Regions from separate parts of the Sus scrofa genome. Here regions 1, 2 and 4 are each linked to region 3. Evidence: chromatin contacts called from public HiChIP or PLAC-seq data. All regions are on one chromosome and are shown on one strand. Each heading gives the region's core, a stretch centred on a gene start, on an enhancer-like site or on the middle of the called end of the contact. The rest is flanking DNA. Distances are from core to core; before and after follow the strand shown. Region 1 holds the start of MED19 (mediator of RNA polymerase II transcription subunit 19). Region 2 holds the start of ZDHHC5 (palmitoyltransferase ZDHHC5). Region 3 holds the start of LOC110259265 (182 kDa tankyrase-1-binding protein-like). Region 4 holds the start of UBE2L6 (ubiquitin conjugating enzyme E2 L6).

What was found. HiChIP or PLAC-seq counts read pairs in DNA pulled down with a chosen protein or histone mark.
Region 1: an H3K27ac HiChIP or PLAC-seq map of alveolar macrophages shows a contact between it and region 3. The contact joins the promoter of MED19 here to the promoter of LOC110259265 in region 3. A contact is called at or near these places in 1 of 5 promoter capture datasets (liver) and 1 of 2 datasets of contacts at active chromatin or transcription factors (alveolar macrophages).
Region 2: a contact with region 3 is called in an H3K27ac HiChIP or PLAC-seq map of skeletal muscle. The contact joins the promoter of ZDHHC5 here to the promoter of LOC110259265 in region 3. A contact is called at or near these places in 1 of 5 promoter capture datasets (liver) and 2 of 2 datasets of contacts at active chromatin or transcription factors (alveolar macrophages and skeletal muscle).
Region 4: a contact with region 3 is called in an H3K27ac HiChIP or PLAC-seq map of alveolar macrophages. The contact joins the promoter of UBE2L6 here to the promoter of LOC110259265 in region 3. A contact is called at or near these places in 2 of 2 datasets of contacts at active chromatin or transcription factors (alveolar macrophages and skeletal muscle).

What each region holds. Positions count from the first base shown.
Region 1 is chr2:13,237,823-13,243,718 of Sscrofa11.1, reverse strand. MED19 (mediator of RNA polymerase II transcription subunit 19) reads right to left here and starts at 2,408. Exons shown (of 5, transcript XM_003122715.5): 1 at 2,012-2,408. The coding sequence starts at 2,279. TMX2 (thioredoxin-related transmembrane protein 2) reads left to right here and starts at 2,449. Exons shown (of 8, transcript XM_005660896.3): 1 at 2,449-2,872. The coding sequence starts at 2,684.
Region 2 is chr2:13,272,396-13,279,009 of Sscrofa11.1, reverse strand. ZDHHC5 (palmitoyltransferase ZDHHC5) reads left to right here and starts at 2,493. Exons shown (of 12, transcript XM_021083028.1): 1 at 2,493-2,601.
Region 3 is chr2:13,626,253-13,632,024 of Sscrofa11.1, reverse strand. LOC110259265 (182 kDa tankyrase-1-binding protein-like) reads right to left here and starts at 1,794. Exons shown (of 5, transcript XM_021083047.1): 1 at 1,631-1,794. It overlaps SSRP1 (FACT complex subunit SSRP1), which reads right to left. Exons shown (of 17, transcript XM_003353864.4): 13 at 5,378-5,507; 14 at 4,788-4,958; 15 at 4,546-4,634; 16 at 3,547-3,733; 17 at 2,792-3,291. The coding sequence ends at 3,220.
Region 4 is chr2:13,350,304-13,356,239 of Sscrofa11.1, reverse strand. It overlaps UBE2L6 (ubiquitin conjugating enzyme E2 L6), which reads right to left and starts at 2,152. Exons shown (of 4, transcript NM_001246215.1): 1 at 2,126-2,152. The coding sequence starts at 2,152.

The DNA of each region.
Region 1 (5,896 bases), core at 1,159-3,658, 390 kb after region 3:
GGTCTGTAACAAATCATTTCCCTCAGATATTTTTGGGCCATACCCATGGTACAAGGAAGTTCTAAGGCCAGGAATCGAATCCAAGCCGAAGCTGCAACCTATTGCTACAGCTGTGGCAATGCCAGATCCTTAACTGGCTAGGCCACAGTAGGAACTCCTTCTTCAGCTCTTTTTTTTTTTTTTTTTAAATCTTTACTCTCTTAGGGCTGCATTTGTGGCATATGTAAGTTCCTAGGCTAGGGGTTGAATGGGAGCTGTAGCCACTGGCCTACAATCACAGCCACAGCAACGCCGGATCCTTAACCCATTGAGCAAGGCCAGGGATCGAACCTGTGTCCTCATGGATACCAGTCAGATTCGTTTCCTCTGAGCCGTGACAGGAACTCCCCTCCTTCAGCTCTTGATGTAGCAGTAGGACTTGGGATGAACTAAATGTCATCCTGGAGACTTAACATGTCCAAAATGACTTGATATCCATCTCCTCAAACCTGTCCTTTCCTGATCTTAGCACTACCATCCACCTAATTATTCAAGCCAAACATTTCCAAACTGCCCTCAATTCCTCTGTCCTTCAATTCTATTTTCAATCCTGCATTCCTGTCAGTTCTACCTCTAACATTTATTTGGCATCCATTTACTTCTCTCCTCTACTGCTATTTCCTAGTTCAAACTATCATCTCTTTCCTGAACTACTAAGCTGTAACTTCTGACCAATTTTCCCACTTTTCTTCTTTTTTTTTAAGGGCAGCACCCAAGGCATATGGAGGTTCCCAGGCTAAGGGTCAAATCAGAGCTACAGGTGCCGGCCTACACCAGAGCCACAGCAATGCTAGAGCTGTGCTGCGTCTGCAACCTACACCACAGCACAGGACAACACTGGATCCTTAACCCACTGAGTGAGGCTAGGGATCAAACCCACAACCTCATGCTTCCTAGTCGGATTCATTTCTGCTGTGCTATGACGGGAACTCCCCCACTTTGCTTCCTTAATAGAGCTGCTCGAATGATTGAAAATAAGCAAATAAGTTAGAAGTTAGATCACTTCAGACTCTTGTGTCAAAATGGTTCCCCCTGAACTTAAAATGTCTTATAGAGGCCTCTGCCTACTCTCCCACCTTCATCTCCTATCGCTCTTTCCCTGTTCACTTCCCCGGAGTGCAAGTGGTTTTCTGTCCCTCAAATATTCAAGGTTATTCTCACATTGGGCCTTCTAATCTCATTTTTTGTATCTAGAGTTCTCTCTCCTCCCACTCATAAATGGCTAGCTCTTCCTTTGTGCTTATATTTTAGCTCTAATGTTATCTACTCAGAAAGGGCTCTCCTGATCACTCTAGCTAAAGCAGTTCTGCCCCCTCAATTCTTTATCACATTTCCCCCTTGTAGCCATAACCACTATCTGATACTATCTGTTTATCCGCAGATATCTGTTTATCACTCTTTGACTCCTCCACTGGCAGGTAAACTCCCAAACAGGCAAGGATCTTGTCAGTTTTGTTCACAGCTGTATCTTCAGCAATTGGAAGAGTGCTTGGTACACAGAGTGGGTGCGCAACAAAATAATTTTTTGAATGAAAGAACCTGGTTTAATTCTAATCACTTCTTCGAACACATTTTGAAACCCCGAGGCCCAGAGGAAGAAAGACAACATGTCCCAAACCAACAGGAAGTTTGAAGCAGATCTGGAACTGGGTCCGCAGGGATGTTAAATCAGGACCCTCAAATACCAAACTCAAAGCTAGGATAATCTTTAGGGAGTCAAAAACCAGCGTCAGGGGCAGGATCGGGCGTGAAAGGTGGTCAGGGAGATCCACTCTCTTCCCACCCCTAATCCATCCCAATTCCAATCATTCTTTCGGTTGTGAATCCTCAGAACCTCTTCTAGTATAGTGTTCCGAAATCGCGCCACGCGTTGCCTAGGTTACCCCTCACCCCAGTCGGAAGGCTGAGAGCCACGCCCCGCCTCTCCTCGCTATGATCTGATTGGCTGGCTTTGACCAGGCCTTGTACTCACCCGGCAGTTCCCGCATTAGGTAGAAGGGGCCACAACCGGCCGCTGACTTGTCGGAGCCGGGAGCGGCTGTGGCCGCGGTAGAGGGCGGGGCGGGGCCCGGCCCCCCGCCCGGAGGAGGAGGCGGTGGGGGTGGAGGTTTTCCAGGTCCGAAGCCAAGTGCGGTCGGGGGCGGTGGTGGGTCAGCCTGAGCTCCGAACAGCGCCGTGAAATTCTCCATCGCCTCCTCCGCCCCGGCGCTGTCTCGGTGTCTGGCGTTGGTGACGTTCATTGGTCAATCTTTTCACAGAGTACCGCCCTCCTCTTTCAGGAGCCTCTCACCATTGGGTTGCCTCGGGCCCTTCCTACCTTCTTCCTGCAACTACTTCCGTCGCCTTCTGAGAACGTTCCGGAAGTACTATTTAACTTTATTTAAATTCTCCTGTATCTCCTACTTGCCGCAGTCGCATATGTCCAATAAAACGATTTAGGTGGAAAAAAAGACAGCTAGATTAGCCAATAAAATATCAAAGCCCTTTCTCCATTTTTAACCTGACGCAGAAGCCAGTCAGAGATCTGCTTCCGGATCTAGAGGCGGTGCATCCGAGACTAGGCCCAATGGAAGCACAATGATGGGAGAGGCGGGACCAGGCTCACGGACTCCGTGGAGCGGCTGGCGCCGCTAGAGCCGGGAAGATGGCGGTTCTCGCGCCTTTAATTGCTCTTATTTATTCGATACCTCGACTATCACGATGGCTGGCCCGACCTTACTACCTTCTGTCAGCCCTCCTCTCTGCTGCCTTCCTACTCGTGAGGAAGCTGCCCCCTGTCTGCTACAATCTCCCCACGCAACGCGAAGACGGCAACCCGTGTGACTTTGACTGGGTGAGCGACCCCCCGCCTTAGGACCCCGCGACCTTGACACCCTGTCCTAGGTTGCATCTACGAGATGCGAGGTTCACCTGTTTGAGAACACCTGAGGTTCCCAACCTGTAGCGGACTTAAGCTATTAAGAATCTAGAGCCTGGGCGGTCGTCGAGTGTAAACCTCTTCACGTTTAAGATGGGAATACAGCGAGTTAGCCTGCCGGGGTCTTCTGACTCCTGAGTCCAAGGTCCTTTCCGTCTCACAATTCGTACCTACCCAAACGAGGCATCTGCACTGTTTTACAGTGCTGCTCTCGTTATGTAAAGCCTCTTGAGGAATCAGTGAGGTAAACAAGGCAAGTAGTAGTAATCTCGTTTCACTGATGAAGAAATTGATCTCGGCGTAGTTAGGAGACTTGTCCAAGGTCACACAACTAGTGAGTGGCTGGGACTTGAAACCACTCTTCTGGCCAAAGCAGCAGCACCATCAGTCATTTTAATTCAGTTAACAACTGCAGAGGGAGGACTGTATGCTAGGCACTGTGCTGCATCCTGAGAATGTAAAAATGAATAAAGTTTTAGGCCTATTGAAATGGAATTGTAAAAAAAATTCATTGTAAAGAAATCAATCTGAACTCTCTTGCAGTACTTCCTAAGTAGAAGTGGAAGGACCACTCAGAAAAATAAGATGAAGTTCTGTGCCCCCTTCTGTATAGCTGAATCTGTGTTACGAGGAAGGAGGGCCTTCCTGAGTTTTTGTCTTTTTTTTTTTCCAGGTCCCAGAATGAGTCTTGACTTTTGACAGAACTTACTTCCTTACTTTTATTCTCCTTCCCTTGTTTACTTTTTCGTACTTCCGCCGTTCTTTCCCAGTGTTATTAAGTAGCTCATGTATAGCTGTGGTGCTTCAAAAGATCCATTTGGGGGGCAGGGGGGCGAACCTGCGGGGTATGGAGGTTCCCAGGCTAGGGTCAGATCAGAGCTACAGCCTATGCCACAGCCATAGCAACGTGGGATCCAAGCTCTGTCTCAGATCTACACCACAGCTCAAGGCAATGGCAGATCCCTGACCCACTGAGCGAGGCCAGGGATTGAACCCGGATCCTCATGGGTACTAGTCAGATTCGTTTCCACTGTGCCATGACAGGAACTCCAAAAGAACCTATTAAGTAGGGACCTTTAACTATTTAGAGTTTATAGCTAGTGTTTGTTTTCCTGGAAAAAATCTTTTACTATTTCCTTGGTGATTTGGAAGTTAGAATATTAAGGTAAATAATCTTAGCAATAACAGGTAAACCTCAAAATTTCAGTGGCTTGGAGTTCCCACCATGGTGCGGTGGGTTGAGAATCCAACTGCAGTTCCTTGGAAGTACGGGTTCGATCCCTGGTCCAGGAACTTCCATATGCTGTGGGTGGAAGAAAAAGAAAAAAAGAGGGAGTTCCTGTTGTGGAGCAATGGAAGCAATCCAACTAGTATCCATGAAGATTCAGGTTCAATCCCTGGTCTTGTTCAGTGGGTCGGGGATCCAGCATTGCCATGAGCTGTGTTGTAGGTCACAGATGTGGCTCAGATCCTACGTTGCTGTGACTGTGATGTAGGCCAGTAGCTGTAGCTCCAACTCGACCCCAAGTCTAGGAACTTCCACATCCTGAGGCTGCAGCACTGAAAAAAAAAAAAGGAAAAAAAAAAATTTCAGTGGCTAAACAGAATAAAAGTTCATTTCTATTTTATTAAATAAAAGAAATAATCAAGCACTTTGCTTTTCCTCTATACACTGTCAGAGTAATAAATAGTTGATAAGGGAATGTTAATTTCCTACTAGAAGAATTTGAAGTAATACAGAAAGAGTGATAGCATTTAAAGATTATGTAGCACTCTGGAGTTCCTGTTGTGTCTTGGTGGTTTAGAAACCTGACAGAATGTTTTGTGAGGATGCAGGTTTGATCCTTGACCTCTCAGTAGGTTGAGGATCTGGTGTTGCCACAAGCTGTGGCGTAGGTGGCAGATGCAGCTCAGATCCAGTGTTGCTGTGGCTGTAGTGCAGGCTGGTAGCTGCGGCTCTTATTTGACCCCTAGTCTGAGAACTTCCATATGCTGCAGGTTCTGCCCTAAAAATAAAATAAAAATTATGTAGCACTCTAATGAAATAATAAATCTAGGCAATGATCATCTCAAGCCATCAGATGAAAGGTTGATATGTCATCTGCAGTGAGTTAGTAGAGAGTACATACCACCTCTATGATGTTACAGCTATGCTGCAGCTGCGGCAACAAAGAGTCCTTTAACCCATTGTTTTGGGCTGGGGATCAAACCCTAGTCCTGGTGCTGCAGAGACACTGTCAGTCCCATGGTGCACCAGCAGGAAGTCCTGTAATTTGCTTTATGTTTCTCTAACAAAAGAAATGGATGGCATAGATGAAATGGAACCATATTGGCAAAATACTACCATTGAAGCTGAGTAATAGGTATTTTATTAGTAATAGGGGTTTATATTAATACAACACACATTTTATACACAGACACACAGACACACAGACACACAGACACACACACACACACACACACACATGGATGGAAAATGATTTTCCCTTTATCCGTCTGGGCTCTTGACAGATAATGCAAAATAGGTTAAAGACAAAGGAAGTTCCTTTGTGGTACATCAGGTTAAGGATCTGGTGTTGTTGCAACTATGGCTTTGGGTTCAGTCCCTGGCATGGGAACTTCCACATGCCACAGCTACAGCCAAAATAAATAAATAAATAAATAAAACAAAGACGATTAAAATAAAAATACAAACAGAAAGGAGTTCCCTGGTAGTGTTGTCGTTGCTGTAGCTTGGGTTGCTGCTGTGGTGTGGGTTCACTACCTGGCCCAGGAACTTCCATATGCTGTGGACACAGAATGAATGAATAAATACATAAATAAAAACAATTTATTGGAGTTCCCATCGTGGCTCAGTGGTTAACGAATCCAACTAGGAACCATGAGGTTGCAGGTTCGATCCCTGGCCTTGCTCAGTGGGTTAAGGATCGGGCGTTGCCG
Region 2 (6,614 bases), core at 1,244-3,743, 350 kb after region 3:
CCTGGGAACCTCCATATGCCATGGGAGTGGCTGCAGAAAAGGCAAAAAAAAAAAAAAAGACAAAAACCCCCAAACAAACTGGGTCATTGGTGGTTTTGGGGCTGAAAGGGCATTCTTCTCTTTGCTTAAATCCAAGGGTAGCATTTTGTTCTTGACTGCCGGTTTACTTACCAGTGAGTTGAACTAAATAAAAATGACCCTGTGGTTTGCTATCTATAGACATGAATTGCAAGTGGAGCAGATTTGAAGAAGTATAGATAAACTACACTAGAGAAAACTATATGGTACTACTTGATATACATAGCAAGGTAGTTCATTTTAAGTTTGGTGGTCTGGATATCCTATTGTTTTAGCCTAGATTTTACTGTGCAATACTTTTCAGAAGTGGCTGGCAATTTAAACCTTACGTTCTATTAAACATCCTTTCAGGGAAATATTTTGCATGATTCTTTTTTTTATAGTAATTTTTTATTTTTTCCATTATAGTTGATTTACAGTGTTCTATCAGTTTCCTACCGCACAACAAGATGACCCAGGGAGTTTCCGTTGTGGCTCAGTGGTTAATGAATCCGACTAGGAACCATGAAGTTTCGGATTCGATCCCCGGTCTTTCTCAGTGGGTTAAGGATCCAGCATAATGCCGTGAGCTGTGGTGTAGATTGCAGATGAGGCTCACATCTCGAGTTGCTGTGGCTCTGGCGTAGGCCAGTGGCTGCAGCTCCAATTCGATCCCTAGCCTGGGAACTTCCATATGCCGCATGTGGGGCCATAAAAAGCAAAAAAAAAAAAAAAAAAAATCAAGAAAAGCATAAAATAGAAAAATGAATTTTACCTGCTGTATAGCACACAGAACTCAATCACTTTGTCGTACAGCAGGAATTATCACAACCTTGTAAATCAACTGTATTTCAATACAACAAAAAAAGCAAAAAAAAAGAAATTTAATTTCTAAGGATATAAATTAACCTAACTTGCAGCTAAAAAAGCCTCTCTAAATGAAACAAATATTGTATTTCCAATAATACTTTAACTTTACCTTTTATAAGGTCTAAAGTTTTTAAATATTTCATTTTTTAGTTTATTAATATTTTTTGCTTTTTAAGGCTCCACCTGCAGCATATGGAGGTTCACAGGCTAGGGGCCAAATCGGAGCTGTAGCTGCCTGCCGGCCTGCCCCACAGCCACAGCCCACGCAGAATTCCAGTGGAGCCTGCAACCTACACCACAGCTCACAGCAATGCCGGATACCCCACCCACTGAGCGAGGCCAGGGATCCAACCTGCAACCTCATGGATACTAGTCAGATTCGTTAACTACTTAGCCATGACAGGAACTCCAAGATTTCATTTTTTAAATACACACTGTCATTAAAAGAGCTATGCAGGAGTTCCCACCAAGGACTCGACTTGTCTCTGTGGCAGAGCAAGTTTCATCCCCAGCCTGGTGCAGTGGGTTATGGATATGTAGAGAAGGTCGCAGCTGCGGCTCCTATTCCATCCCTGGCCCCGGAACTACCATATGCTGCGGGTGCCGCCATTAAAACAAACAAACAACAACAAAACAAAACTCTGAAGCATGCAGCAACAAATGGTAGATTGAGGCACTTAGCAAGCATGTAATAGAACCTGTTACATAAGCCATGTCAGAGAAAGAACTAGATTAGACCTCAGAAAAGAAGGCAGATCTTTCCCATGCCGCCTAGTGCTCAGAGCATATTTTAAACTAGCAACATTTGACACCAAAGACCAGGACAGACCGCAGGATTTAGAATCACACTTTACAGGTGAGGAATCTTGGCTTCAGTGAAGTGGCTGGTGGAACACTTTTGAAAGACTATTACGTAATAGCCAGGGCAGCTTTCAAAAAAGAAATGGCCTTGAGCTAAATGAGAACACCAGGCCTTGCTCTTGGGTTCACAACGTTGTAGGGCTAATTAGGACAAGATGTGGCGCTGTGATCTATGTAGCGTTGGCCAGCAGCTCCAGAGACAGGAGCTTCTAGAGAATCTTTTCCTTCCTGCCTGTATTTCCCGGATTGGGCGAGGTTACATGTCGGCACCCAGCTCAGGGGCTGCAGTGAAACGCTAAGGGAATCAGGCGAAGCCAAGAGTCAGCTCCCACTCCGGGGGGTTGCGACTGCCTCAGCGCGCGTCCTGTGTTCCTCTTCCACGGTTGGCACTATGGTTCCAAAGCTCGCGCTCGCTCTCCTTCCTCTTCCTCCTAGGCCTTCGGCAGGAGCTTCGCTCCCCACAGACTCTTCACTCCGGGAGGCCCCTCCGTGCGGAAGCCATAAGCCAGACCTTTCCATTATCCTGAGATTCTGCTGGTACTAGGGAACTCGCCGGTCTAATGAATGCTCCATCAAAATTGTTTTAAATAAAGTTTTCGCCATCAAAAAAAAAAAAAGAAAGAGAAAAAAGAAAAAAGGGAGAGGGCCAATTAGTGGGCAAACTGTTGGCCAATGACTGAAGAAGCTGAAGCCGGAAGACGCCGGGGCCTGTGGGTGATTGGTTACTCCAGAAGCCTGTCTGGAGCGTACCACACTTACTGGAGGGGGTTTGGCGAATTTGGAAGGGTAACTACTTGCTTTTGAGTACTCTCGGTACGCACATTTAATTATTTTTCACGTCTGAGTTTTCCTGCTTCGATACGGGAGGGGCACAAAGCAGGAAGCAGAAAAAGGGAAGAGTGGCCCCGCCATTTCCCCTTTTCCGACTACTGCGCAGTACGCCCACCCATCTCTGCTGGTCGAAGGCCCTTGCGCGCGCGTTCTCGTTTTCTCGCGTGGTACGGCGCTGTGCTCTTGCAGCCAATCAGACCGCGAGGTCGCCGCGGTCGCCGGCGTGCGCGCGCACGCCCTAGAGCTGCGTCGGGGTGGGGGCTATGGGTGAATGGGAGAGTGAGCGGGGGCGGGCGCGGCGGCGCGAGCCGCATGAATGAGAGGAACGTGCCCTGCGCGAGACGTCGCGCGCGCCCGGGACAGGGAGCCAATGGGAACGCTGGGAGGGCTCGAGACCCGGCTCTGAGGGCAACGGCCGCGCGCTGACTCGAAGGCGAGCGTCGCTGAGCGGGGGCGCGCTGAGCAGGGCGGGCGTGGAGCGTGCGGCGGCCGCGCGCTGCCTCTCAGAGGCCGGACGGCACTACCGGGAGGCGGCGGCGACTACGACGGTAGCGGTGACGGGAACAGCGCCGGGGGTGAGTACCGGGGACACCGGCCCCTACGGAACCGGAAGTGTCGGGCCAGGAAGGTGGGAGGGGAGAGTGACCTCTAGGGAAGGGGGACCCAAGAGGGGGAGGTGGTTTGAGGCCCCATTCCTCCTCCGGGCCGGGTCATCCAACTGCGGCGGGACCCGTGGGCCCCGGAAACGGACGACGAGTAGAGGCCGGGGATCCACGGCTGCCGGGGCTCAGAACCGGTTAGTGCCGGGTCGCCGGGTCCCAGCTGGGGACCCCGGTCCCTACGCGCCTGGCGCCCAGCCGCCGCCCCTCCCGCCCCCGGCTCTGCGACCCGGGGCTCTGTAGTCTCCCGCGGCTCCAATGGGCCCTGCCGCCGCGGATGCGGTCTTCCCTGTCTCGGCCATCCCTGCCCCTTACCGTGATTCTCGATACCCCCGCTCCGGGGTAGGGATTGGGTGCCATTCCCTCCCTGCTTTTTAGGTCCTTCACCCCACTCTGCTGATACTTATTTTGGCTCAAGCCTCATCCTGTTACCTGTTCTCTTGCATCCGTCCGCTTCCTCCCCTACCCCCACCAGCGGGAGCTCCATGCTTTTAGTACTCTGTACTTTTTACAAGTGGAACTCGAATGTGTTTGACATTATTTTACCTATAGGAATCTCTTGTGAGATAGGGAGGTAGAAAGCGTTTTACCCACTTGGCCGAATGAAAACATTGAAATGAGAAGTAAGAGACTTAAAGTTACGAAAGGAGGTGTAGGATTAGATACATGTTATACTCTAGATCATTTTTCTGCCTTGGATTTTTCACTTCCTGGTTAATGCCATCTTGTCTAGGTTGACCTTATTCGCATCCCTATCGTTTTATCCCAGTATTTCTCTGTACTGGGTTAAATCTCTTCAGAATGTTTATCACCCATTCTTTAAACCCACCTAATGCTTACAAGATTTATATTGCCATGTACTTTACTACCCACCCACCCCCGCCGCCCCGTATGTAATAACACCCATATTAAACTTCTGTTTGACTCTTCAGCCAGTATTTTGACATGTGGGTTATTCCATGATACCTTGGTTACTTTGTATTAAGACTTATACTATTATACTTCTTTATTTCAACAAGCAATACTTGTGCTGTCAGTCTTGCTGCCATACCTATTCACCCCTTTAAGGAGGTACTTGTATTAAACCTTTGTTAAAGCCCTCAAACCCAACCTTTGTAATTTGTTTTATATATATATATATATATATATATATATACATATTTCCAATCCATAGATTGCTCTATGCCCGAATGTGACATACACATTCTTGTGCACCTTTTTCTACTGGTATGGATCCAGACTACTGGCTCTGATGAGCCACAGTCACCCTGCGGTCTCATTCCTACTACCCACAGTACATCCTTCTGCTGAGAGCTGATGCATCTTTATTACACCCAATAAAGTCCTAGGTTTTGTCTTGTCACTTCTAACATACATACCTTAAACATCTCAGATGCTGATCTCTCTTGTTTCCTTGTATTGTACTCCCCAAGTTGCATGGCCTTTTGTGGCTCTGAATTACTATGGCAATAGTAGCCCATGTGACTTTTTTCCTGTCAGAAAATATAATCTGAAATAATATGTGGTGTCTAAATGATAAAATACAAGCAGTGCCATTTTCCTTCTCTAATCTTGGAGTTTTAAGGGTAAAGTTTATTTTTAATAGTACTGCCTGCAAACCAAGAATTGGCTTCTCATTGTTTTTTGTTTTTGTGTCTTTTGAGGGCCACACTCGCAGCATATGGAGGTTCCCAGGCTAGGGGTCTAATCCGAGCTACAGCTGCTGGCCTATGCCAGAGCCACAGCAACGCCATATCCGAGCCACATCTGCCAGCTACACCACAGCTCATGGCAATGGCAGATCCTTAACCCACTGAGCGAGGCCAGGGATGGAACCTGCAACCTCACAGTTCCTAGTCGGATTTGTTTCCGCTGCGCCACAACGGGAACTCTGGCTTCTCATTATTAACAAAGTTACTTAGGCCTAAATTCAGAAAGTTGGGCTTCGATTCAAGTAGGAATCAGTCTAGTCTGATAATGCTGTTTGGCCCTCTCAAACTCCATTGTTTAGAGGGAGAGAATGCATGTTGAGAGAAGGCACCTTTGCGTTCCATGCCTCAGAAAAGAGAGGAAGTGATCAATTCCAGGGTACATTTATACTTCACTATTCAAAACTTCTGATAGTTTAATCTCTGCCTTTGGTACTAGGGGAGATACTGCATCTCTTGGGTGGGAAAAATCCTTATATAAAATTTTTGGTCTGCAGATTCCAAGTTGTCATCACTGGGCAGGTAGTGTAGTGAAGGAGAAAGAAGTAGAAAGGGTTTGTGTTGACGCAGGGACCTGTGAACACTTGGGTTCTGAACCTGACTGCTCAAAGTCATTCAGTGGGATGGCCCCAGGCATTCTCTAGCCTTTAATTTTAAGGAGTGAGATAAGGAACTCTGTCACCAGATAATGTCAGTTAAGTGCTTTGAGATCACTAGTTGAAAAGCATCCTGTAAAATCCAAAAGCACTAGTGTTATTTTACTACTACCATCAACAGAAATAATTGTTATTCTAAATCATATCAGGAAGGTGGGTCTCCCTTACTTCCTAATAGGCCAAAGTAGAAATAAAAAAAACTGTTGATTGGGAAGAAAAGTATCAACCCCTCTGGTTAGACTCTGGTTCTTATAGAGGGCATCTCACCTTTCAGTGCAAAGACATTGCTCATCCAGTTCCTCTAATGAGTTATTCCAGATAACCAAATATTCAGCTTTTGCCTCTTTAAGGTTATAACTAAAAAGCTAGAGGGATGAGAGAGCGAGAGCAAGGGAGACATATACAGAAAGGAAATGGACTTACTGTCCTAATTTTGTCCTACTTTTTTCTTTTTTCATTGTAGCAATAAATATTCTCTTTGGTCAAAGAGAAATCTCTTTTCTAGGACTGCCCTTCACTGCTATGCCCTTGTTTGTTTTTAGTTTTTTTTGGCCTTTTTGCCATTTCTAGGGCCACTCCTGTGGCATATGGATGTTCCCGGGTTAGGGGTCGAATCGGAGCTGTAGCCGCTGGCCTATGCCAGAGCCATGGCAACGTGGGATCCGAGCCGAGTCTGCGACCTACACCACAGCTCACGGTAAACGCTGGATGCTTAACCCACTGAGCAAGGCCAGGGATCGAACCTGCAACCTCATGGTTCCTAGTCAGATTTGTTAACCACTGTGCCACGACGGGAACTCCTGTTTTTAGATTTTGATATTCTTGGTCTTTGTTACTGCCCATCTATGTCAGGTGAGATGGGCGCCTTACAGGAACTGGTTTTTGGATGACCTTAGGCCAGGTGAAGCCATATTTTCCTTTTTTCAATATGAACAGCACTTTGAAGAGTAAAGAAGGGGGTTCCTATTGCT
Region 3 (5,772 bases), core at 545-3,044:
GAGCACAATGCCTAACTCACACGTAAATGCCCAGTAAATGTTGGCCACTATTGGTGTGATTCCACTCAGTGTCACCAATGAGCCAACAGCCTTGGTAACCACCTCCTCTTCCCAGCATTCCAGACCATACCTTCTCTCCCACAGGCCCCAGTCATATCACCTGTTCTTCAGACACTCCACCACCTTCTCAGTTCCTGTCCTGGTTCCTGAAGCACCAACCCCCCCCCAAGGCACACACCCCCCGCGCGTGCCCCCTGGCAGTGGGAACCGCCTTCCCCAAAGTCACCCCACTCCAGCTGGTATGGAAGAGAGCACCAAATCCCAAGAAGGGACCTCAAGTGCCCAAGCTTTGCAAAACCCACCTGCCTCTCACTTCTGACCCTGCCTCAGCTTGTTTTGAAAATGGGAGGGGACAGGGAAGGGGTAGAGAGAAACCCATGGGGGTCAATCCCCCAGAGCAGGATGCTCCCTGTGGGTGGGTGGGTAACCCTGCAGAGCCTGTCCAAGTGGGCACGGAGGAGAGGCACATGACAGAAAAAATAAAATAAAATAAAATAAAACACGAGACTGTTTCCTTGTCCTTGAACATGTTACCAGGGACATGGTGTGGGTGGTGAGAAATGGAGACAAATTGGTCCAAAACCAAGACACCCTTTCAGCTGGGGTCCTAATGGGCACCTCAGCGGTGTGACCCGCGGCAGCAAGGAAGCAGGGTTAGCCTTCCCCAAAGGAAGAGGGGGTCGCGGCAGCCCAGAGGCCCCAGCCCGGAAACCCAGGTGACCAAGGCCAGAGCCAAGGGCTGTAAACTCACAGCAGCTCTGAGCACTCCCCACCTTCAGCAGTCAGGAGGAGACTAGCTGACCCCCGGGAGCACAGGCCTCCAGAAGGGCAGTGGGGGAGGCCAGGCAGCTCGAGCCCCGGGGCAGAGGCCCAGAGAAGCATCGCCGAAGGCGGGGTCACCCCTATGGACCCTGGGATCTCCAGCGGATCTGGGGCCAGAGAGGTCGGCAGGGACAGCCTGTGAACTGCTGGAAGAGGGAGGGCCAACGGGAAGACGGAACAGCCCGGGGCGAGGGGCCGTTTGGAGGGGCCCAGTGGGGAGCTCTGGACACAGAGGGGCCGGCAGCAGCCGGAGAGGAGGAGGAACAGGGTGGAGGAGGAGGCGGTGGCGGCAGAAGCGGAGGACCTGTGCGCGGGATGTGAAGCAGCGGCGAACAGACTGGCGACGCGGACTGGGTGGGGGCGGACTGGGGTGGCTGGGGGCGTGCCGAGGGAGCCGGGGGAGGGGGCTAGCCAGGCCCCGGGAAAAGAGAGGGCGGGGGTCCCTCAAGTAGCTCCGCCCGCCCCCGGCTCCGCCTCAAGCCCTCGCCCCCTCCCCCCTTTCTTCTGGCTCGGCCAGCACGAGCGCCAGACCGTGCACCCTCTGCCCCCGCGCACACGCTCCAGCTCCCCTGTGTCCCCCGCCTCCCACGCGCCCCCCGGCCCCTGCAAACTTTCCTAGTGATCCCCCTTTCCATCTCAACCGAGGTCCCGACTGGAAAGCGCCCACTCCTTCCATGCCTTTCCCCGCCGCCACCTCTCCCGAACCCCGCCCCCTCCTTCACCCTCCTGCCCGCCCCCGCGCACTCACGCGCTCCCCCGGGATCCGGCTCCGCTCGGCTCCGGCTCGGTGCCCCGATGCCAGTCTCAGCCGCCGCTACCGCCGCTGCTGCCGCCGTCACCGCGGGACCAAGCCAGTGCGAGCCTTGGCGGGGCCCCGCCCCTAGCTCCACCCACGCCCACGCCCCCAAGGCGCCTCATGAATATCCATGAGCCGGTGAAAACTAGGAGTGGATAGAGCCCGCAGAACTCGCCAGATCGTATGCAAATAGGCGCAGCCCAGGTACTCAATTATTCATGAACCTTGCAAATGAGGGGCCCGCCCCAGGCTCAGACCCCGGCGAAACTGACGCAATTCAACAGCTAAAGAGCGCTTGGGCAAAATGGCAACCGAGACGACTGCCTAGAGAGGAGACTGCTTTAGGACTGCCCAATCCTCAGGCCCAGCCTCCTTGTACTGATTGCAGCACCATAGAGTCACGGTTAGAAAGAAGGTAACCGTTGGCGGACTGGAAAGGCTTCCTGTGGCAAAACACCTGAGAGCCTCCGCAACGTGGCCACTCCACGTGTATAATTCCAGGTTTAGAACCACGGGGATGACTGGAAGCTGTTTTCCTTGCTCATTTTCATTTACCTCCTGTCATGCCCCATTCCCAGATATAAATTCCTAACTTAAAAATGCGGCATACCCCTTTCCTCCAGTAAGAAAAGCCGCACACATACTCCATTCTTTCCCACACACCCTCAGACTACACCCCAACCACTCCCACGACACACACATACACACACACACACACACACACACACACACACTCATCCTCCCCAATTCTCCAGGCTCAGGTTTCCATTCCCACGTCTGCAGGGAAGCTGGTCAATCCTGATTCCATTATCTGAAGCCTTGGTAGACCCTTGACTCATAGGTGATTAAGGATGGAGCCGGTCCTGCCGCCCCTCAGCTTGGCTAATGGAGTGTAACTGTGAGAGCGACTTTCTAATGAGATCAGCTCTCATTTCTGGACTCTCAGGTGGCCCATCCCGGCAGAAGAGAGTGAAAACCAATGCTTGTTGAGCCGAGAACAGAACAGGATGTACCTGCAGACTTGCTTCCCAGCTGAAGGGTCAAAAGAGAGAGCAGTAAACACAAAGAAAAGTGGGGATGATACAACAGGGCTAGAGAGAAGGCAAAAGAACATGGTTTCCAAAGTCAGTTCCCTTTATTAAATGTTGCTTTTCACAGACCAGAAATACAAAATAAAAGTAGAAATAAGCCCCAGTTAGGAGCTTCAGGCCTGACCTCACATGACCCCTGCTTGCAGCAACTTGAACAGGACAAGCAGCAGCTAGTTTCCAAAGGTCAGGAAAGTAGGACAAGGATTTGGATCCTGTACTGCCCTGCCTCCCACCCGATCTCTCCCCAAATTATAAAGAGCCATCCTTGCGAGGCAGCAGAGTAAGACGTCTCCCCTGCTGCCCCCATGAAGTGCATCCTGGCAGGAGCTTGTTCAGATGGCACAGAATCGAAGGACTGTATTTCACATGAGGAGAAACTGGTACCAGAACGCGGGTGGGGAGACTGGGGTATGACCGGGCAAGGCCAAGGAGAGAGAATCTTCCTCCTCTCTACTCATCAGATGCTGACCCCGAGTCCTCGGAGCTGGGGGGAGTACTGGCTAGGTCCTCTTCTTCAGAGTCCTGAAAACCAAAGTTCCCTTAGGAGCAAAGTACAGTGCGAATCCAGGTGTCCCCAACCACTGTGGTGAAGAGCCCCCACCTCTCCCCCCTGCCTTAACTCCAACACTAGCCTTCAGAAGCAGCGTTCGGTCGAGCCATGCCCCCTCATTATTCTTACAGACCAACCACAACCCCCAGTCCAGAAAGAACTGCCCCACCACCGGTTCAGATGCCCCTCATCCTTCCAGACCCTCAGCCCCCAAACTCCGGCCGCACCTCGCTCCGCCGTCTCTTCTTCTTGCTCTTGTTCTCTCCTGAGGAGCTCTCGTCACTGGACACAAACTCTTTGCTCTTAAAGCTCTCACTCAGCTGCCGTGATGAAGACTTGGATGACGAGCCCCTGGAGGGCGTTGATTTCTTCTCCATCTTTACCTTGACTTTTTTCTTCTTCTTTGACTTATCCCTACATTAGCAAAAGGGAAAAGGGGCTGGGCCCTCCGGTTCCCCCCATCATCAAAGCCAAACCTCTCCTGGCTGGAACGAGCCTTTCCCAATCCCAGCCACACTGACCAGCTCAGTGAAAACAGCCAGCCAGGCATGTCAGCCCCAAGTGCCCCCAGGGAGCGCATCATAAATGAAGAACTAAAAGAATCAGGGGCTCCAGCGTGAAGCAGCCCACATACAAAACGTACTTAATGTTGCTGACTTTGTCTTTAAAAATGCCTGTGAGAGTTCCTGTCGTGGCTCAGTGGTTAACAAACCCGACTAGTATCCATGAGGACGCAGGTTCCATCCCTGGCCTCGCTGTGGGTTAAGGATCTGGTGTTGCCGTGAACTGCAGTGTAGGTCGCAGATGCGGCTTGGATCCTGCGTTGCTGTGGCTGTGGTGTAGGCTGGCAGCTGTAGCTTTGATTCTCGACCCCTAGCCTGCGAACCTCCACATGTAACAGGTGAGGCCCTAAAGAGACAAAAAACAAAAAATGAATAAAAAATAAAAATGCTTATGAATTATACTCCATAATAATTTTTAATTTCCCATACCTTCAAATAAAACTCACCCTCTTAGGAAAATGAGCCATATATATCCATGTGACTTCAAAAATTCTCTAGCACATTACCCACACCTGGACAACTGCCTACCAGATTTGTGAAGCACCGCCCGACTGCAGTCAGAAGCACATCTATTATTTTTAACACCCCAGTTCTCAACCTGGACCTGCAAAAATACCTGCCAAAAAAAGCAGTGAACTAGGCCATTTTGGCCCCAACACTCACCTCTTAGAAGATTCACCCCGGCCTCCCTCATATTCTTTCATGGCTTTTTCATATTCCCTCCTGGCATCCTCAGCCTTGCGATCCCACTCCTGTCACACACACACAGAGAAAAAAGAAAGAAAAATGAGACCTCTTCCCTGAATCAGGCAAAAAATGGAGAAAAGCTCCACCAATGGCCTATCACTCACTGCCCCTTTTATCAGTTACAAAGTTCACCACTCCTCATGTCTGCTGCCACTCACCTCTTTCTTCTCTTTGGACATTCCCTTCCAGATCTCGCCTGCCTTCTTGGAAAGATCCGTGATACTGATGCCTGGGTGGTCTGACTTGATCTTCTCTCGGCTGGCATTGAGCCACAGCATGTAGGCAGACATGGGCCTCTTGGGGGCATTGGGATCTTTGCCCTTCTTCACCTGCAGAGGAACCCAAATGGCTTCAGCCATCTATTTCCCACAAACCCTTGCATTCTCCCAAATAAATTATTTGGATCGTCTGCTTAAGGGGATAAAATGGAAAAAAGCCTAAACAGCACCAAGCCAGACTGAGAGCTTCCCAAGGGCAAAGACCATGCCCTTCTCCCCTCTACACCCCACTGTCATGCTCCTTAGGGGCCCCTTTCCTTGGGCTCCCAGGACAGAGGAAGCCTGCTCCTACTTCCGATCTCCCAGAAGCTAATTATCCCAAGGACTTTCAAAGATGCTCCTCAAGGCCATCATCACTGGCTACAAAAACCCACCTAGAGGACCAGTCAGCAGGCCCTATGGTGGGGGACAGAAGAAGGTGGCTTCCCTTCCCCAACGGCCGCCCCCCGCCCCCTTAGAGGAGGCCGCACCTCTGTGGGCTTCTTGCGGCTCTTGCGATCCTTGGCCATCTTGGCCTTTTTAAGCTGCTTCCGTTTCTTCTCATCTCGGTCACTGTCACCCTCGTTACTGGAGGAGCTGGCCGAGGCGTTGCTGTCAAACCTGTCAAGGAGAGTGGGTCTTAAGACACCGGGAGAGAAGACAGCACCCCCCAACTTCAGGACAGGAGGAAAATGAGTCCAAAGACACCTGCCCAGAAAGGAGAGTGGGAAAAGGACCGCAGACTCCAGCACCAGTCCCATCCCTGCTTCCTCCATGCCCAGCCATGGAGAATCGATCAATGAGGAAAAACAAATGAAGCCGTGGGCTTCAGCTGCTCTCCTTGACTGTAGGCTAACCCAGACCCTAACCATCCCCATGCTCTTGA
Region 4 (5,936 bases), core at 903-3,402, 280 kb after region 3:
TTTGGCTGTCACAAACGGAGAAATGGGGACTTGCTGCTGTGGCGCAGTGGGTTAAGAATCCAACTGCAGGAGTTCCTGTCATAGCTCAGCAGAAACGAGTCTGACTAGCATCCACGAGGACGCAGCTTCAGTCCCTGGCCTCCCTCAGTGGGTTAAGGATCCGGCATTGCCACGAGCTGTGGTGTAGCCCGCTGATGCAGCTCGGATCTGGCATGGCTGTGGCTGTGGTGTAGGCTAGGGGCTACAGCTCCGATGTGACCCTTAGCCTGGGAACCTCCATGTGCTGTGAGTGCAGCCCTTAGACCAAAAAAAAAAAAATTATCCAGCCCCAAATGTGAGTACTGACAAGGCTGCAAAATTCTGACGTAAACAAAGGCAGAGAGAAAGGTCCCCCAAGCCAGTTCGTTCACAGTGGGGGAGGGGTCTTCTCACATGTGCACCATCTAAACTTCTCTGCCCCTCCCCAACATACAAACACCCCCTTATCCCTGTTTCTTATCTTTCAGTCCATACGCCAACTCTGTTCACGCCAACAAACTGCATTTTGCACCTTCTGCTTGGAATCTATGACCCTTTCTTCATCTTCTATCCCAAACTAGAAGCATCTCTACTACAAGTCCTAGTTCCAGTATCACTTGTGACTCCTGAGCAAGAATGAACCCCCAGGTTAAACAGAGAAGCTCTGAAATGGTCAGTTTCCCAGCTTCACTAGAACTGGAAGCCCTTGGACTTGATCTGTTTTATATGAGTTCTGTTCAGACTTTCCCAAAGCCTGGGAATGTTGAAACCCAAGCTAGGACACACGCCTCTGTCCTGAGGTCTGTTAGGAAATCATCTGACTCAGAAGAATAGAAAACGAAAGTAGAAGAACCAGTGAAGGAACCTGTGGGTTGGAGCTCCACCAACCAGGGCTCCAGTCCAAGGTCCCTCCCTCGATCTCTATGGGGTGACCCAGGAGAGCCAAGTTATTCTCTCCAAGCCTCAGCTTCCTTATCTGGAAAATGGGGATATATGACTTAGCTCACAGGGATGCTGTGGGAATGAGCTGGAATAACTAATGTAAGCTGCCTGGCACTCATTTAACAGTGCCAGTGCAATAAATACTGGCTCCTCATTCTTTCCCATTTGGCTGGAAAGACCCTCTGGCCCATTTTGCTGCCAATCTCCAGATTTCAGTCCCTCTGTGCTGAGCCTGCTTTGAATGCCCTATCTGAGATCTTCTCAGAGGCTCAATCACCCACCTCAAGCCTGCCCCCTGCTCTGTACATAGGAGGGGAATTTCCAGGAGACTCAAAGCTTGAGGGGGTATCAGACCCACCTCACCAGAACTGCTCTAACCTTCTCAAACTGTCTCCAATCCCAGCCACAACCTGGGTTTTTCCCACTCATGGGGGAAACTGTCCCCTCTCCATCCTTCCAGAGGTCACTTCAAATGGCATCCCTGGTTGGAATGAAAGCTCAGTGAGGGCAGGATTTTGGTTCATCTCTGCCTCCAAAACAGGAGCCAGCACAGAGGAGGTTCAATAACATTTGCAGAACAAATAAACACACCGTCACCTACCCCAGGACATCGCCCTAGCATCTTTTCTTTCCCAGAACAGTCTGAGAACTTTGCTCCTGCCTCCTATTCAGCATCTCATACTTCTCGGGACTCTAACGTAGGTACCAAATTATAGGGCAGGCCATGGGCTACGCCAGGACAAGAACCTTGTCCTGGTTATCTCTGCTCAAAACGCACCCGCCACCACCTCCAGCTGAGGGCCTGTCTCCAAGAAGAAGCCAACGAAGCCTCCCCGCACCTGAGACGCACGCAATTGTTATCACAAGTTTCTGGGAGAAGAAATGAAACTGAAACCAATGGGGGGGGGGGCTCATTCCCATCCCCAGCACAGCTCAGGGAGCCAGCGACACCCCCGCTCGATATGCCCTCACCCCCCCAAACTCCAGCTCTGGCCCCTCTCGAAGATCCCTCTTCCTCTGGGGTGGGAGCGGAGATGGCAGGGATTCAGCCATCCCTGGTACCCAGACAAACAAACGCGCTCGCACTGCTAAGGGAGGGATGCAGGGAAGAGGGACTAGCAAGGCGAGGGGAGCCTTGAGAAAGGGTCATTCTACACGCGGTTACCTTTGCCACCCGCTTGCTCGCCGTCATCTCGGGACCAGTGTGGGCTCTGTCGGACTCCAGCGAGACTGTGCACCGGCCGGCGGACTCGGCGCTCCCCGCCCCGGGGACCCCACCTCCGGGAGCCCCGCCCACGCTCCTCTCCACCCGCGGGGACTCCGGGCTGGGCGGCCCTGCTTCCCACCGCCTCGGCAGAGCCTAGGAGGCCACGGAGGGGAGGACCCGCCCCGTCCCCGGCGCGGTGGGCTCGGATCCCCGGAACTCTAGCTCTTTTGTCGGCAGACAAGGCGGGCCTGGGAGCGCGCGGCGTTCCGGTTCCCGGCATACCACTGGGGGGCGCCGTGCACCCGGCCGCGAGTGCTCCCGGGCCGGGGTCCGCCCATCCGGGTTCTAATTTCAGCTCCTCCGCCGGAGGCCAAGCCGGGGTCTCCATCAGCTCCGTTAGCCCAGTCGCCGCAGCCGCCCCGAACACACACTCGCCCTAAGAAAATACAGGATGCGTGCTATGCAAACGCAGCTCCGCGACAGGTTGCTCGGGGGCCTCCACCGTCTGACCGCCGCCCTAAGCCTCTCGCGAATTCCAGGAGCCCCCCTGTGCAAACCACTTCCCCAAACCACTCTGGGCCCAATGCTCCATCTCTAAAAATTGGTGGGAGACGGCGTGGACTATAGCCTTTTCAAGGACCCCTCCCCTGGAGGCTTGTGTTCCTTTGTGCTGCCCAGCATTCGGCGGCGGAACTGCAAAGATGTTCCTCCCAAGTGACCGCTTGGTGAAAAGCACCGCAAGGGGGCGCTGTTGGACCCATTCACTTGCTTTAGGGCTTTGGTAGGTTTAATGTTTAAGTGCCTGCTCTGTGGAGGTTTGGGAGACAGTTGGGTAGTGGGGACCCCAAGATGGACTTCAGAGGCTTCCATTATTTTACCATCAGTCCACTACAAATTGCGGGCCTACTGTGTGCCCCAGTACACAACCAAGAGTCTCCACCCCTCTGTGTAAGGGCAGAAACACTTTCCCCTGGAGGAAGCTGAGGCCGCCTAGGAATAGCAGCCCCTGAGCCCTAGCAGCATCTGGAGAAGAATCTCTGGTAATAAGGAGACTCTGGGGAAACTGAACCCATCTTCCCCATCCCTTTCAATCCAGACGAAGGAAATCAGAAAATATTTTGTGCAGGTATTTTGAGTTTTGAGCACAGTTTAGGAAGTTTGTTTTGTTTTTGTTTTTTTGCTTTTTTAGAGCCGCACCCACGGCATATGAGGTCGAAGCTATCAAATGGACTACAGGGCGTGGGGGGTCGTGGGTAGTGGGGGACGTCGCTAGGCCAGGGGGTTCGACCCGCCGCCGTGGAAGGACCGCGGCGGAGCGTGGGGGCAGAGCGGCTCGGATCCGCGTTGCTGGGCTGCGTAGGCGTGGCTACAGCTCCGATTCACCCTAGCCTGGAACTCATATGCCGAAAAAAAAAAAAAAAAAAAAAAAAAAAAAAAAAAAAAAAAAAAAAAAAAAAAAAAACCTACAGTTGCTGGCCTAAGCCACACCCACAGCCACACCAGATCCAAGCCGTGTATGCAACCTGCACCACAGCTCTCGGCAACACCACATCCTTAACCCACTGAGCAAGGCCAGGATCAAACCTGTGTCGTCATGGATACTGGTCAGATTTGTTTCTGCTGAGCCAGGAGGGGAACTCCATCTCCTTCAGGTTTTAAGCTAAGCGCCTTGGAACCAAACTATTTCTCCTCTCAGATGTGGGATGTATTTGCAGAAAGATTAATTCTGTTTAATTCAATTCAATGAGCTTTAATGGGCATCTTCTATATGCCAGAAATGAATAGAACACTATCCACAATCCCATAAGGTAGGGAGAAAAAAAAAAAGGTAGATAGAGATGAAGGAACGGAGGCATTTGAACCCACCTCTAGTCATTCATCTCAGTTAATAAACATTTACTACTGAGTGCCAGGAACTGACTCTAGAAAACACCAGCATAAGGAGATGGGGTCCTTGGAGTTCCCAATGTGGCTCAGCGAATTAAGAACCCAACTGGTATCCACGAGGACACGGGTTTGATCCCTGGCTTCTCGCAGTAGGTTAAGGATCCGGCATTGCCGTGAGCTGTGGTGTAGGTCAGAGGTGAGGTACATATCTGGCATTGCTGTGGCTGTGGCTTAGGCCCACAGCTGTAGCTCCAATTGAACCCTTAGCCTGGGAACTCCCACAGGCTGCAGGTGCAGCCCTAGAAAGAAAATGTGGGGTCCTTTCACTTGAGAAAGCTCTCGAAATGTCAGGACAGAGAGAAAGAATGAAGCCCCTCCATGCATTTTTAATGCAGAGTAGTAAGCTTTAGGCTAGAGGCAGTCAACTGATTGCGTGGGAGCCTGGAAGGGGGGGGTCACTTGATCCAGCCTTAGAGAGGGGCAGAGACTTCCTGAAAGAGGTGTGTTGATCCAGGTGAATTGCAAGGCATGCTCAGTTAGCTAGAGTAAGAATTTGGGATGAGGATGTTCCAAGAAGAGAGAACAGCATGAATGAAGGTGCCGTGGCTGTGAAGATGAAAACTGAAAGAGGTTCCATAACATGGAGCAAAGTCTGCCCATCACTCTGGGGTTCTCCTTCCTTTCTCTCACAGAAAGACTCTGTCCCCGAAGTGAATTCGGGGTCTTGGATTTAGCCCAGGCTCCCCATCCTGGGATGGAGCTGAAACCCCCAGGCAGTAGAAAGACCCATATGCGTGGCCTTCAAGTCCGTACATGAGACAGACCTTCACGTGCCCAAGCGAGCCCCGTTGGACCTGGATTCTAGTCCCACATCTGCCCCCCAGTGCAGTCTGGCCACCTGCTCCCCAAGACCCCTGGGAGGCTAATTTCACAGAATTGGAGGAAGGCTGAAAATTGTTAAGTCCAAGATAGAAATCATCTGGATGGAATCCCATCTCCACTATCCTTGGCTGAATAACCTTGGCAAGTTACTTCCCCTGTCTGTGCCTCCATTTCCTCATCTGTAAAATGGGGCTAATAATAGTGGCTGTGAGGAGTAACGAGCTAATATTTGGACAATTCATGATAGTTATAGTAATAAAATATTAAAAGCATGTCCAGTGAGCCCAGGAGTGAATGTGCTGGGTTGGAGGAACAGAAATATCTGAGCTTGTTCCCAATGGCAACACTATCTTCTTTGGGGAGGGGCACACCCATGACATATGGAAGTTCTCTGGCTAGGGGTTGACTTGGAGCTGCAGCCGCCAGCCTACCTCATAACCACAGCAACACCAGATCCGAGCAGTGTCTGTGACCTACACCACAGCTCACAGCAACGCCGGATCGTTAACCCACTGAGCAAGGTCAGGGATCAAACCCGAGTCCTCATGATTACTAGTCAGATTTGTTAGGCTAAACATTTTTGGGGGGAGGGGGTGCTTTTTAGGGCCCCTAGCCCAGCAGCTGTAGCTCTGATTCAACCCCTAGCCTGGGAAATTACATATGCCGCAGGTGTGGCCCTAAAAGCTAAACAGCAAAAACAGAAAACGAACAAACAAAAAATTGTTCATAAAGGCCAACAGTAAAAGTAGGTTGTGATGCTGACTGTACAACTCTAAATATAATAAAATTCATTGAAAAGAAAAAAAAAGAAAGACCGACAAAGGACAAAATCCCTTTAAATCCAGACAGCAGCTCTTGTTAAAAAAATAATAATAAAGAAATGAGGGAGCTTTGAAGAAGAGTAAATTAGCATTCTGACTAAGGGGCTTCTTCAAAAGGCCTGAGGCCTGACTCCTGTCACCCAGGTAACGAGATCCTGATCAGAGGACACAACCTGAGG